2 separate regions of the Mus musculus genome follow, and region 1 is linked to region 2. Evidence: chromatin contacts called from public HiChIP or PLAC-seq data. All regions are on one chromosome and are shown on one strand. Each heading gives the region's core, a stretch centred on a gene start, on an enhancer-like site or on the middle of the called end of the contact. The rest is flanking DNA. Distances are from core to core; before and after follow the strand shown.

Region 1 (6,512 bases), core at 507-3,006, 200 kb after region 2:
GGTTGTGTGATGCAAAAGAAATCAGTTTGGGTGGAAGAGAAGAATGGTGCTAAGGACTTGTAGGAAACAGAGGTGCTCCAAGACTAAGCTACAAGAAACAGAAAATAGAGAGGTTGCTTGAAGAACAAAATGTGTGGCCGGTGCAGTAGCTCAGTGTGAAGAGTGACTATTGCTCTTGCAGAGGTCTGCGTCTGGTTCCTGGCACCCACCAGGGATGGCTCCCAATTGCCTGTACCTCTAGCGCTGGTTGATCCGACGACCTCTTCTGGCTTCCACAGGCATCTGCATTCATGTGCACACAGCCCACGTAGGCACATCATTTAAAAAAATCGTAAAAACCAAAGCAATGAAGGGTGGTTTATTTGAAAGACCCAAGGTGGGTCCTAAGAACAGGAGTGTATGGAAGACTGCATCGGGGCCCAGGAAGTCCTTATTGCATCTTTTGTCTTCAGTCTTTCACATCTGCCTCTGCCATAGCATCCCCGTTTTGTGTTCTTACAGCATTTTGTAGCCATCTCATGTCTTGAATTCGCTCATTCTCTTTCCTGCCCATTAGCTGCTTTTCTCCCTCTGTTTCGTATTACCAGTAGAAAAAAAATCCTGATGAGCACATGTCCGGTCCCATCAATTACCAACTAAGGCCACAAAGTACAGCCCAGACTACAAACACAGGTGTCATGCCCTTCTTGGGTGAGAGGGCAGATGGCACCCTAGAGGGGTGAGATGGGAAGCAGTGGGTGAGTAGGTAAGAATATGTAGGTCAGGGCTGCTCTTTGGTCCTTCTAGTATCGGATGAAGATACTTCAATTGTCTGGAATACGGTTACCTCATTTGCAGCAAATTCTGAACAATCTAGGTTTTTCCATCAGAAAGACTGGATTGTGGTCACTCATTGTGCTTTGACTATTTTCCCATCACATTTCTAGTTATGCTCATAGAATCAGCAATGCTTCTGGTCTCTGTGATTGAAGAACCTTCCTGTTGTAGGGATTTCTCCTTGGGTTGACTCCCTATCTGGTACCCTGAGTGCCAGGAGGTGGGAAAGTGAGACAGGCTCTGTAGTAGGCCAATGGGTATCCACAGTCTAGAGCAGGAGAGATTTTTCAATTCATCTTTTGCATGCATGGTATCTGTCAAGTATGTGATATTTAATGAAAGCCTTTTGAGCAGAATAAATAAAGTCAGTTTACAGATGTAAGCAATTCACAGCCAAGGAGCAGCTCAAAGAGACTTTAGCTTTATTATAAATAAGAGAAATAATCATAACAATATGTTTCTCCTTGCTCAGACATTCCTATGACACCGTTTCTTCTGTTCCTGCCAGCGGTGTCTCCGGGGACTTTGATGACCTCACCTCTTGTTTAGTTTTGTGGTGCACCTCAAACAATAGCTTGCAACCTTATTTATGTCCCCTGCTTACAAGGCAGGCTTGGGTCAGTCAACCCAGGTGCTGCTGATCTTTGGTAAAGGCAAGAAGCTGGCTCCAGTCACCAGAGAGAAAACCCGGACTTCTTCCACAGTGGTGTGGTAAGGGTAGAAGGGAGATGGTCACCTTCTTCCTGCTAGCCCCAGGCTCAGCCCACTAGGCAGGGCTGGAGGCTAATGCCAATCTGGAAGGTGGCCCACCCCTGCGAACTAGAAGGCAACAAATGAGACGAAATGAAAAATATAATGATGCATATTATATTAATCATCCTCCCTTTTTCTGACACAATAAATCTTCTCTTTAAACTCGTGGTAGCGATTGCAACATCTTCCTCTCTCCTCGAAACAGCACAGATTAAGATGAAGTGATAGTGCTGTGTCAAAAGAGAGCTTTACTGCCACACTTGGGATACAAAGAGAGAGGTTAATTTATCATCGCTGGGGAGAGCTGACAGGAGAGAGATATACAACCGAAAGGGGATTTAGCACAGGGCCAAGAAACTTCACACTATTTTTACCATCTGTCACATGCTCTAATAAAGCAGGGCAAAATATGAAGAAAGGAAAAATGAACTATCAAACACTGATGTAATGCAGCCCATAAATCTAATTTAATTACTTTGCATGGAGACAGGTCCTCGAGTCTGTGTGAATATACTGGATTTTCTTGGCAACTTAACAACTAAGTGTTTTAATAACATCACACTATAATTTATTCTGCTTGAAACACAAAACCCCTTTTGTGAGAGTTTCATTTTTGAGAACTGTTAATTTTTTCGGCTAATGTCAAAACTGGCATAAATTCACATGTGAACTTGAAGCCTGACTGTGAAAAAGGCTTAGGTTACCGCATGCCTTTTTATTGTTCCACACGTCCCCTGCTTCTGCATGCATTAGAAATAATTGGTCTTTGTTGATGACTTAGGTGAGGAGAGTCGTCTTGCAATTAGATTTTAATATAATGACAAAGGGTGTGTGAGGGGGGAATCTTTGTAAAATAAAAGGAGCTAAGAAAACCCAGTGAGTAGAGGCCCTGTTCTCCAGTGAAAAAGAAAAAAAAATTCAGTGCATGATACTCTTAGAAGCAGAAGTAGGCTGTGCCCAGAATCATGAGAATCCCACACAGGACAATGTAAGATCTCAGGGCTGACCAAGACACTGGGGCTGCAGGTCTGCCCTAGAGGGAGCCAGTGGGAGCAGAAAATAAATAAAAAAATACAATTAATATTCATCATGTGTCCTCCCGAATTTGGATGCAGTTACAGAAATTATTGTTAATAATGAAAGCCATATATCAAAGGCTATAAAACTCATCTGGGCTAGGACACTATTTTTTTAGGCTCTGTTCTGAACCATTAAAGATGACATATTGCATTTGTGCGCCTCTGTGTATAATAAGATACATTTAGGTCTGATTCTAACCTAAACTGGCAATTTTGGTATTGAACTTGAGTCCTTAAATGGGGGCTGTGACATTCCAGTCCAGAGGAGGTCAGCAGAACCCATCCATTCTCCCATGACCTCACTCAAACAGGGCAGGATGGATGGGTAATTAATTTGTTAGATCATCAGTGATTCATGTTGGAAAAATACAACACAGAGGCTCTTGACAAATTCAATTGAAATACAGTGGGGGAAAAGGATACGCATCCCCCCCCCCCCCGTAAAACCTCAAACCTTAAGCGTAGAGCAAGACAGACTGTGCAGTTCATTTATCTATTCCTTCAGGATACTTACTTTATAGAAAGCCCTGTAGGGTATATACGGGGAGCACACGCAGTCTGGTAACAGAGATACAGGGATTTGGACACTCCCAGAGCTTAGAAGCCATCTGTGGAGTTTGTGGAGGAACAGGGCTGGAGGTGTTTGGTCGTGATACCTGATCTGGATAAAAACAAGTGCCTGAATTGGAAGATTCTAACAAGTCTAAGTCCCATCAGGAACTTGACCACAATGTCTATACTGTTGACTCTTTGCTCACTGCCACCAGCGATGTGGTGTATGCTAAAAGTCCCAAGCTGTTCAAAGACCCAGAAGCCTGGAAGCTGAGAGGTTACGGGGTTTTGTTTTGTTTTGTTTTGTTTTGTTTTGTTTTGTTTTGTTTTGTTTAGAGAAGTAGTTTCAAATATATTTCTCCTGGTGCTTGTTTCTGAAAGTTCAGACTCCCCAGATCAGACCTGGAAAACACTCAATTCCTGTGGTTTCTCGTTCTGTTGAATTTGTGTGGGAGAAAAATGTACAGCCTTGAACTCTGAATGAAGCCCAGTGTGGAAGCAGTGGTTTTCAGTGGTGCCATTTCCAAAGCTCTCATTGCTGTTTCTAAAGACTTCCCACGTATTCTGTTACTGACCCGCAGCTTGGAATAGTGAACATTAAAAATTAAAAAAAAAAAAATCCAGGCTGCCAGTATTTACTTATGAAATGACTGGGGAGAGCCTGGCAAACCGGCTGCCTGGAAATTAGTGCACAAATTGAAAGTTTGAAGGCTTTTTGTTCCTGGCATTTTGACTTCCTCATCTGAAAAATGGGGATATTAATACCTACCTCCTGGAGTTGTTGTGAAGATTAAGTGCCGCTATGTATGTAGAGCATGGAGCACAGGAAAGGGATGGCTGCAATTATTATTTTATTATAATTATTTAGATTTCATACCCTCCTCTTCCCCTGTCTTCCTAACTTCCCCATTTCTCTCAGTGACTCTCCTCCACTCCTCCCCTCCCCCTACTCTTCCCCCTCCTCCCACTCCTCCCCTCCTCCCACTCCTCCCTTTTCCCCTCACTCCTCTCCTTCCACTCCTCCCCTCCCTTCTCCCCCTCCTCTCCCTCCTTTCCATCCCCTTCCCCCACTCCTCTTTCCCCTCACTTCTCTTTCCCACTCCTCCCCTTTCCCCCCCTTTCCTCCCCCTCCCCCATTCCTCCCCTCCTCCCCATCTCCTTCCCCCACTCCTCCCTTTCTTTCTATGTATCCCCCAACTCTTCTACCCTCACTACCTTCCCCCTCCTCATTGCTCTCCCCCAAGCTGATTTCCTCACAGATTCTTAGGAATCTGCTTCATTCAGTCCTCCCCTCTCCTCACTCTTCCCCAGATCCCCTTATTCCTCCCTCCTCCTTTTCCAAGTTTCTCCTCCCTCCATATACAGGAATCCTCTTCCCTCAGCCTCCCCCTTCTGGCCCAGCAGCAGAATGCAACCAAGCCACTTTCAAAAATAGAAAACAAGAAAACAAAAAAGCCATCTTCAAAAGAGGAAATACAAACAAACACCAAAACAACCAATGCCATACATGCCCAAAGATGACTTAGGCTATTGTTCAGAGATGGCCCTTCCTTGGGAAGCACTTAGCAGAAATAAAAGGAGTACCACACTGCTCTGGGGTGTGAACGCAGATGCAAAGGAATTTGAATTCCCCAAAGCAGAAGAGGAATGCTTTTACAATCAAAGAGCACAAGGAGTAGGAAGCTTACCAGGAATGAAAAAAGCCAGCAAAATTGATTGTGTGGTCTCCCTTAATCCATAGCTATTAGCCCAGGTGCCCATATGAGGTGAACTTTGACCTCTCATAGAAAACACTTGTGCTTGAACTCTTGGTGCTAACCCTGCCACTTGGCACCTTTGTTTTAGCTTACTAGTAAGGATGGCATCATTTATATGAGCAGATGACAAGGGCACTCTAGACCTAAGTTGCAAGTGTCCCAGCACCTTGTGACATGGGCAGAAAGGAGATAGAAGAGACACAAAAGGCCAGCACACTCCTCTGGAAGGTGTGGGGTTTTCAGGAAACACCTTCAAATGTGCACTGGCCCCAGATGCCTCCCCCGACTCCCCAGTGGTGTTCAGACATATTGAGTCTTCTTGGTTCATCTTTGCATTCTCCTCACTTGCTTGCTAATGTGTCACTATTGAGGAACACTCCAGGGCCACCATCGATGGTTCTTGCTACTTCATTGAATCCTCATAGAAAACCTTTAGAGTAGGTTTCTCCTCTCGTACATTTCACCAATGAAGGAACTGCAGCAGCCCAGAGTGGCAGGTGATGACCTAAGCCTACCTAGCTCACAAGTGGCCAGCCTCTTCTATCTGTCCCAGTGGCTATAATCATGACCACCATCTGAGGACAGGCGACATCTACCAGGCAGGGCACACCGTTAAAGTGTATCATCTCAAGCCAGTCTTGACACCCTGACTCTAAGAGACAGGTATTGCTTTCGTTTTACACAGAAGCTCAGAGAGATACTTAAACAGGCGGTAACTGTTGGCTATGATGTGGAATTAGATGGGCCTGGCCTCCACTCATGTTCTGTTGCTTCTGTTAAATCTCTAAAACAGAGGCTCAGCAGAAACCTGCCACTCATTTCACTTGACAGCTTCTGCCCTAGTAAGTGATGGTCCGGGACCTCTCTACTCCCTGAACAGAATGAAGGGCTTATTTCTACTGCTACAGTGGTGGAGTCTGAACATAGAGATGGTTTTGCCACCCAATTAGGCATGGAGCCAAACCTCAACTAACCTCATCACTGTGGATGGGAGTGACTGATAAACACAGGGATATCTCATTTTAATAGAACCCCAAAGCCAAAGCAACCTGGAATTAGAGAAGACCTTGGGGAAGGTATATTTATGGGTTTATATTGAATGTCTGTCTGTTTGTCTGTCTGTCTGTCTGTCTGTCTCTGTGTGTCTGTCTCTGTGTCTGTTTTTCCTAGTCTCTCTCTCTCTGTCTCTTTCTGTCTCTCTCTCTCTCTCTCTCTGTCTCTCTCTCTGTGTCCATCTCTAAGACAAGGTTTCACTATTATAGCCTGAGTTGGCTTTGAGCTAAGTATCTTCCTACATCAGACTCCCGAGTGCTAGGATTGCAGGTATGTGTAACCATGCCCAGCTCTGAGCAACTGTTCTAGTATCTTCAGAACCAGGGTCAACAAATGTTTTCTGTAAATTCTGTAAATGGTGAAAGAGAAAGAGAGAGAGAGAGAGAGAGAGAGAGAGAGAGAGAGAGAGAGAGAGAGAGAGAACTTTATGCCTTTGTGGTCTGACAGTCTCTGCCACAGGTACTCAGGTATGGTGTGATTGTGTGTTAGCAACCACAGCCAA
Region 2 (7,194 bases), core at 1,572-4,071:
CCGTGGGTAGCACTGCCCTCTGTTTCCCTACCTGACCTTGGTCATGGCTGCTAACAGCCTCACTCAGTCCTCTTCAGCTGTGGCACTAGGTTAATGTCCCCGAGTAGAATGACTTTGCTTTCTAGTAGCTGCACTTCAGCCTGGGTCTCAGCTTTCCTTAATCGCAAGATGGGAAAGATTAAATGAGCAAATGCATGTGAACACACGCACACACTGCAAGTACATGCTAACACGTGTACACACTGTGGACAGAACACACACCCTCTGTGTGCTTTTCTGGAAAACACAGTCATGTTCTATTGTTCCACTTCCCGAGGCCTTAGCGTGGACCTCAGAGGCCAGCCCGAGCCTGAAAGCCACAAGGTTTGGCTGTCACGTTCCTTGCTGATGCTTTTCCTCTGAGTGGAGGGTCTGGCTTCTTTCAGGTTTGCCACAAACATCTTCGCACCTTCTCTTCACTCTGAAAACCTTCCCTGTTGTGCCTGGCTCTCATAGGCTGCACTCATGACCTGCCTTGTTTCCTGGGCTCTTCCGCAATGTAGACAGCACAAATATGACTTTGCACATGAATCTTCTTGCACGCTTCTGAAGATGTCCTCAGAACTGATCCTTAGAAGTTGGGTTTCAAGGTCAAAGGCCATGACCTTTTTTTTTTTTTTTTAAGGCTTTCGATGAATATTTCAGAAACCCAGACACGTTTCTTGTCTTTGAGGCACAATCTTCTCTCCCAGCTTTCTGCAGCACTTCGCTGGATGCTAGGGCTGACCACAACTCCATTTACCAGGGTGATTTGTTTACTTTCTACCCCCACCTAGACTTGACAGCCAATCCCCTGAGTAGGGGCTGCAGCAATCCATCCTCCTGTCTCCCCGGGGACCTGTTCATGGCAGGTGTCTGGTGACAGCAGCTGAGCTGGCTGCATGTAGGTTTTCTGTCTCTTTCCACAGTGGGATGGAAGGCAACATCCCAGATCCTTGCTGATAAACCAGCAGGCCCCCTGAGCGTCTAGCAAGAGAGGAACCCCTGGCATTTGCCAGATACCAGTGGAGTCTGTCTGTCTCTCTATTTCTCTCTCTTTCCAGCCTAATTGCGGAATGAAAACAGTTCTGTTTAGGAGGTGTGTTTCACACGTTGGGTACAGACATGTTGATGTGTGATGGGGCTTGGGCCTTAGGCGTGGAAGATAAAGTCTGCCACTTCTTTGTAGGTCTGTTCTCTTGCCCTCTTGCAGACACAGAGTACCACCTCCCTCCAAATCTCGCCGCGTCGTTCATGGAAGGCCTGCATCTCCTTTGCAGAACGCGCTGCAGTGACTTGGGCTCACTTCTACTCCTGAGACTCCTCTGAGGCCACCAGCGGGAAGGAGGCTGGACCCTGTCCACCCTGCCCTTCGGCACAGTGATTCAGGGAATAATGAGCAGCCTAGAACCTTTAGCCTAACACCTCTAAACAACTGGGAAAACCCGGAACTGCCCCAGAGAAGCCCTGAAGACCGCAGTCTGGTTTTCTTTCTGTTTTCCAGCCTGTTTTGCCTTGGAAAGGCTGGGAAAGTTTCACCTGGAAACACTGCCACCCCCCCGCCCCCCACCCCCCACCCCCCATTTAAAAACACTTCTTTTGGGATAAACGTCACTCTGTTTCCCAGACTGGGCTGTGAGTTCAAGATCCTCCAGCCTCAGCATCCCGAAGGCTGTAATGACAGAGGTGTGTTGGTACACTGAGCCAAGGTTTTCCTCATCCACGCCTTGGCCTCTCATGGCCTGTCTAGACTCTTTGCAGCTCCTCCACATTTGTGACTTATTTACAAATAGTGACTCATTGCCCAGACACAGGAAAGGTGGGTGTTGGTACCTTCACTTGACAGAGGAAGGAACTGAAGGTCAGAGAGGAACTGAAAGGCAGAGTATAAGGACTGGTTGAAACCCATTGAGGTTCCTAACCTCAATGCAGCTTGCTTTCCTGCAGCCTGCTCCAAGGCCCTGGTTTCAGGCTAGACTCTGTGAACCTACAGACATGTGTGCTCACGTGCATGTGTATGCATATTTGGACTAACTTCTAGCCTGACGCTAGGGCCCTCAGGCCATGTATAGCACCAGGAGGGAGTGTGGTCTGGTCCTACAGTAGGAATGATTTGATACTTCACTTTCTAGCTATGTGATTTTAGGCAGACAGCAGCCCCTCTCTCCAACCCAATCTTTTTATTTGTGAATGAGGATCACAGCCACCTCTCTCAGAATGTGGGTGGGATTGAACAAATTCAACTAGGTTGTTTTAGGGGCAGTGCTTGGTGTGTGGCAGGCCCTGTATCAAGTTCTAGTCATCTCGCCCTTAATCTCTGCAGTCAGGCTGAGAGGCGGAGGAGTTTGACTGGCAGACTTGACCCGTCATGCCCTGTCTTTCATTTGCCAGAAACTTCAGTCTCCCTGGTATGTTCCCTCCCTACCATAAAAGTCTGCCAGCCCCATTCACATCAAGCTTTGCAAGTCTTATTTCTCCCATCAACTTTTCCTTGCATGAAGGAACGGAGCAAGATAGCAATACTTAACCCCGAACTGGAAGCCCTTAAAAATGGCCTGAAGACATCTTCATGTCTCCTACAGATGCACACCCATAAGCCTGCACCCAGCCCCCCTGACTGTCCTGTGGCATTACGGCAGACTCTAGGCAGCTCCCTCCCCTGATTTAGGACGTGCTCTGAGGACATCCATGAAGCTTACTGTCTGCTCTGCTTTGTCACCAGGCCCCACCCCAGGCTGAACGGTGTGGCCTGGGAGTTGTCAGCAAGGCTGCTTACTGGTATGCTGGCCCTGAGGCTTGGAGAGGGAAGGTGCAGGCACCGAGAGGAATGTGCCAGGTTTGTTTCCATTACCCTGGAAACCACTCTGAATCACCCTACACAGCCGGGGCTGCCCAGGGTAGAGTGTGAAGAATGTGGACCTCAGCTGTCAGGGGGAGGGAGCAGGACTTGGGGCTGGAGGTGGAAGCTGTATCAGATTGAAGGATACAACAAAATAAAATGTACTTAATAGTGGGATAATCTCCCTGATAGGCAGTGAGGTCCCCGTCCTTAGAGGTATTCAAGGGCTGTACGCTCACACTCCGTGGTATAACTCTGACTTTGGGAGGAAGTTACTTTTTCTGTCTTAGAATTTGCTGAGCTGTGACTGGGTTTCTGTCCCGTGACTTAAAAATTTGAAGGCCCGTAGGCATCTGCTTTTGTTCAGCAACGTGCAGTGTAGTAACCATGAGTAGACTCTGCCGTGTTAACTCATCGGATTGCAGACAGAGCCTAGGGATGTGCCCATTTATATCCTCAGCTTAGAAAAAGGAAAGTGAAGGTCAATCGCTCTGTGTTACCATTGCTCTGAAAACCTGGAGGTATTTCCAGGAGGCCTGGCATTATAGCCTGGGCCCTCACTTGGGTGGGGGTGGGGACGGTGTCTCAACATTAAACAGGGCAGGTTTCCTAGGATGGGCAGGCCCTTGAGAGAGAACAATTTTGCAAGCGTATCTCAGACCCGGAGGGTGATGCAGTAGACAGAGCAGTATCCTGTTGGTGAGTAAGGGGATGGTCAGAGGACTCATTAGGCCAGACCCGGAAGCTCAGAAATCCAGGTTGACATAGAGCTCAGGGGCAGAAAGAAGGCTTGCCTAGCACGCACAAGGTCCTGGGGCCATCTCAATACTGCAAAAGAACCCAGTAACAACCAAAAAATGAAGCAAAGCAAAGTCGTCAAAGGGGTTATGGAACTGTAAAGAAGCAAGAGAACAAAACCAAACAAAACTGGAAAGCACCTTCAAAAGCACTGGGAGAGAAAAGCATGATGGGAAACTGGGGGTGCTGTCCCAGGAAAACAGAGGCTTTAGAACTTCAGGGTCTGGGGTTTACTCTCTAGATTTGCCACTTCATCTCCTTGTGTATCTAGGGTAGGTTGGCTGACGTCACTGACTCTCAATTTCTGTCTCTGTAAAATGTGTAACTGTGAATGTCTTGACTGAGTTGGGAAGGCTCACCCAGAACTTCAGGAAGGAGGGCTGCTCAGGACAGTGTCTGTGTGTCTTGTTCTAGGAGGCTGAGCAGACAGAGGACCATCTCAGGGTGGGGCTGAGAAGGCAAACTGTCCAACAGATGCCCTCCATCCCTGGATGGTGGCAATCCTCCAGTGTGTGTGTTAATCAAAGGTTAGGGGTATAGCTCAGTGGTACCTGCCAAGTGCCCCGGGCCTGTGGAAATGGAGGCTGCTGAGGACCTAGGGCCAACGACCTGCTTTGTCCCACTGTGCTTTCAGGTGCATGCACAGTCCATTGTCCTGCTAGCCAGGGATCCCAGAAGACACCCGCTGCTTTGGAAGGTCAACAGAGAGTTGGCCTCAGCCTCATCATCTGTCCCCCTTCTCAAGCATGCTTGCCTGATTGCACCCTCTCCATTTCCTAATCTGCAAAAACAGCAGTGTTGGTAGGCAGCTTTGCTGTTTCTGGTGGCCCGAGAATCCACAGGACCGACTTCCTGCAGCAGACAGGCTGACAGGAAGGGCTAGAGGATAGAGAACGAGGACTGTGGGACAGCAGTCACTGTTCTATGGCCCTGAGTGGATGGCAGCACCCCATGTGTGAGGTTTAACTTCCTCAATGCTGCGGAAGTTTAGGAAGGCTGCAGCTTGTTAAATGATTCTCCTGAGGTTGCTGAGCTGATGAGTGACATCAGGCTCCTAACCAGGATTTTCCTCTTCCAGATAACGCAGCTGTAACTATGTAAAGCCCCATGCCTATATGGTCAGGCCTCAGCCTTCCCATCTGTAAAATGGGTGGATTCTTCCATGGCAATAACATGCTCCGATTATGTTGTCTCCCTTTCACTCTACATGTTAGGACCAGAGACCTGTTTGCCCATGCTGGCACTGTGGGGCAGCTCACCTGACTTGAAGGGCAATACTCCTGGCTGTTGCCTTCTAAATATCTGTTTTGATCTCCTTACTGGCTCTTCTCCCTATTATGGTTGAATACTGCTAGCAAAGTTTTGAAGGTTGGCCCTGATACCCTTGGGGGATTCTCTTTTCCAGCATCTTCTTTTGAAACAAGGTCTTAGAATGTAGCCATGGCTAAACTGGAACTCACTACATAGACCAAGCTGTCCTTGAACTCACAGAGATCCACCTGCTTCTGCCTCCCAAGTGCTGGGGTTAAATCTGTGCGCCGCCATACTTGGCTCTTTTGATGGTAGGAGCTGTCAAAGTCATCTAGTGCCCAGCAATGCCCGGGCTCACGGGCACACAGTCCAAAGCTCCAGGAAAAAAGGATCAATGACCTAATAAATTTCCGGATGCAGCCTGCTGGCAGATCATCACCCTTATTCCCCTTCAGAGTCTCATTGGAAAGAGGCTGTCTACCGAGATCCCGTGATAATGCACTACCGTGCTCTCGACAAGCCTCTGAGCCAGGAAGCTCTTCTGAGGGTTTTAACCTGCTTCCCTCCTGCTGTAATTCAAGGCCCCTTTCTCTTGTTGAGCACAAATGGAGAACAGCTGCTTACGCTCTTCCTCAGACATCAGCAATTTCTCAAGATGACCCTGTGAGACAGGCCAGGGTCATTAGACCCAATTTGGTGCTCAGCAAATATGTATTTCTCTTCCTCTCGTCGGCCACCGCCTGGCTGGTTAGGCACGATGAGTAGCTATACGTTTATTAGGGCTCTTTGCAAGAGTTCCTGATGTCTCTCCGCACTCCGGATCCCGGAGGGCGGAGATCTTGCCTGCTGGATTTGTTCAGAGAATGCTCTTCTACGGCTCTGGCTGCACATGGCAGAAGCTGCCGTCCTGAAAAGAACAGATTTTGGCATTGGCTGGGAGTTGATATCTCAGGCAACCTCTTTGGCCTTGGATGTAGCTTTGTTTCCAGGGTTCCTTTCCTTTTTTGGGGGGGGGGCTCTAACTATGTAGCCCAGGCTGGCCTTGAGCTCTTAGACCACAGGTTACAGACTGCACCACAGCACATGCCCTTGGGGGTTTCTCTTCAGTCAGCAAGAGCGGTGGATTTCCTGCTGTCCCAGAGGGGGCCAAGTTGAAGACAAGGGGAAGAACTGTGAGACTGGTGACACAGGTAGAGACTCTTGGCCTTCTGTCCGTTCTGAAAGGGGGAGGGGGCAGGGACAAAACATAGCCAGGCAGCCAACCAGCCCTGTCACTCAGAGCAACAGTATCAACAGCAAGGAGGGATAACAGTCCCCAGGGCTGCTGGGCACACACACTTCCTTTCTGACTCAGCTCCAAGTGTCTCGGTCTCCTTTCTTCTCTCTAAATCCTGGTGCAGAGAAACAGGGGGATAATGTTTAGAAAAACAGGTGACTCCGAGGGCAGCGCTCCACAGACTCGGCCCATCCCCTTTTCTCCTCTCTTCCACAAATGACCTTGAATTTTCCCCAGCAGAGGATCTCTAGGCCCCAGGGTTCTTGGTCCCACACAGCCATCAAGGGCTTTAGGGACGAAGATAACCTGACTCCCATCCTGGACTCCTTTATCCCTGGAGGACAAAGGCCACGGTCACTCCTCAAACCTCTTGGAGCTCAAGGCTGAGCAGCAGCTCTCTAGGTAGAAGCTAGAAGCTGAGATCAGGACAGACTGGGCTGCTGATCCCTCTTGGTGGCAGTCAGGTCCCAGGGCAGCTGAAGAGGCTTGACAGCTTTTTGGCCCTCAAAGGAAAACATGTCCTCTATTCCGCCCGCTTCCATTTCTGCCAACAAGCTGTCTTCCTAGGAGCCACTGCGGCCACTTCATCCCTAGATCATTTCTGGAGCCCAGGGCCCTTCTTTGGGAGACACAGAGGAAGGCAGGAGAGGGGTACAACATGTGTGCATGAATGTGTGTGTGTGTGTGTGTTGGTCCTGTGTATCTTTTCCTACATAGACAAATGATTAGGGGTCAGGTAAACACATTCAGAACTTCCTACACCCAAAGGCAGTGGTTCCCAGCCTTTAATACAGTTCCTTATGTTGTAGTGACCCCCAACCATAAAATTATTTTTGCGGTTACTTCATAACTGTAATTCTGCTACTGTTATGAGTTGTAAATATCGGTGCTTTCTGATGTCTTTGGTGACCTCTGTGAAAGGGTCACGTGAGAGGGTCTCCAGCCCCCAGTTTGAGAATCCCTGAAGTCTAATCCAAAGCCTGTTGGATGCTGGGCTGGGGCCTTTGCTAGC

The links. HiChIP or PLAC-seq counts read pairs in DNA pulled down with a chosen protein or histone mark.
Region 1: an HNF4G HiChIP or PLAC-seq map of pancreatic cancer cells shows a contact between it and region 2. The contact joins two enhancer-like sites. A contact is called at or near these places in 3 of 39 promoter capture datasets (embryonic stem cells, liver and pre-B cells), 3 of 484 Hi-C or Micro-C datasets (cardiomyocytes, cerebellum and microglia) and 3 of 115 datasets of contacts at active chromatin or transcription factors (microglia, neural progenitor cells and pancreatic cancer cells).

The regions. Positions count from the first base shown.
Region 1 is chr8:26,685,380-26,691,891 of GRCm38.p6, reverse strand. All of the region lies in intron 2 of Gm32098 (a long non-coding RNA gene), which reads left to right. Among named protein-coding and RNA genes, the nearest start is that of Gm32098, 10 kb to the left of the region's middle. Within about 2 kb of position 1,756, at least 43 of the 459 cell types and tissues checked have an H3K27ac peak or open chromatin away from gene starts, as enhancers often do. A contact at or near this core is called in microglia and pancreatic cancer cells, where this site is marked.
Region 2 is chr8:26,882,953-26,890,146 of GRCm38.p6, reverse strand. No RefSeq gene overlaps it. Among named protein-coding and RNA genes, the nearest start is that of 2310008N11Rik, 62 kb to the right of the region's middle. Within about 2 kb of position 2,821, at least 104 of the 459 cell types and tissues checked have an H3K27ac peak or open chromatin away from gene starts, as enhancers often do. A contact at or near this core is called in microglia and pancreatic cancer cells, where this site is marked.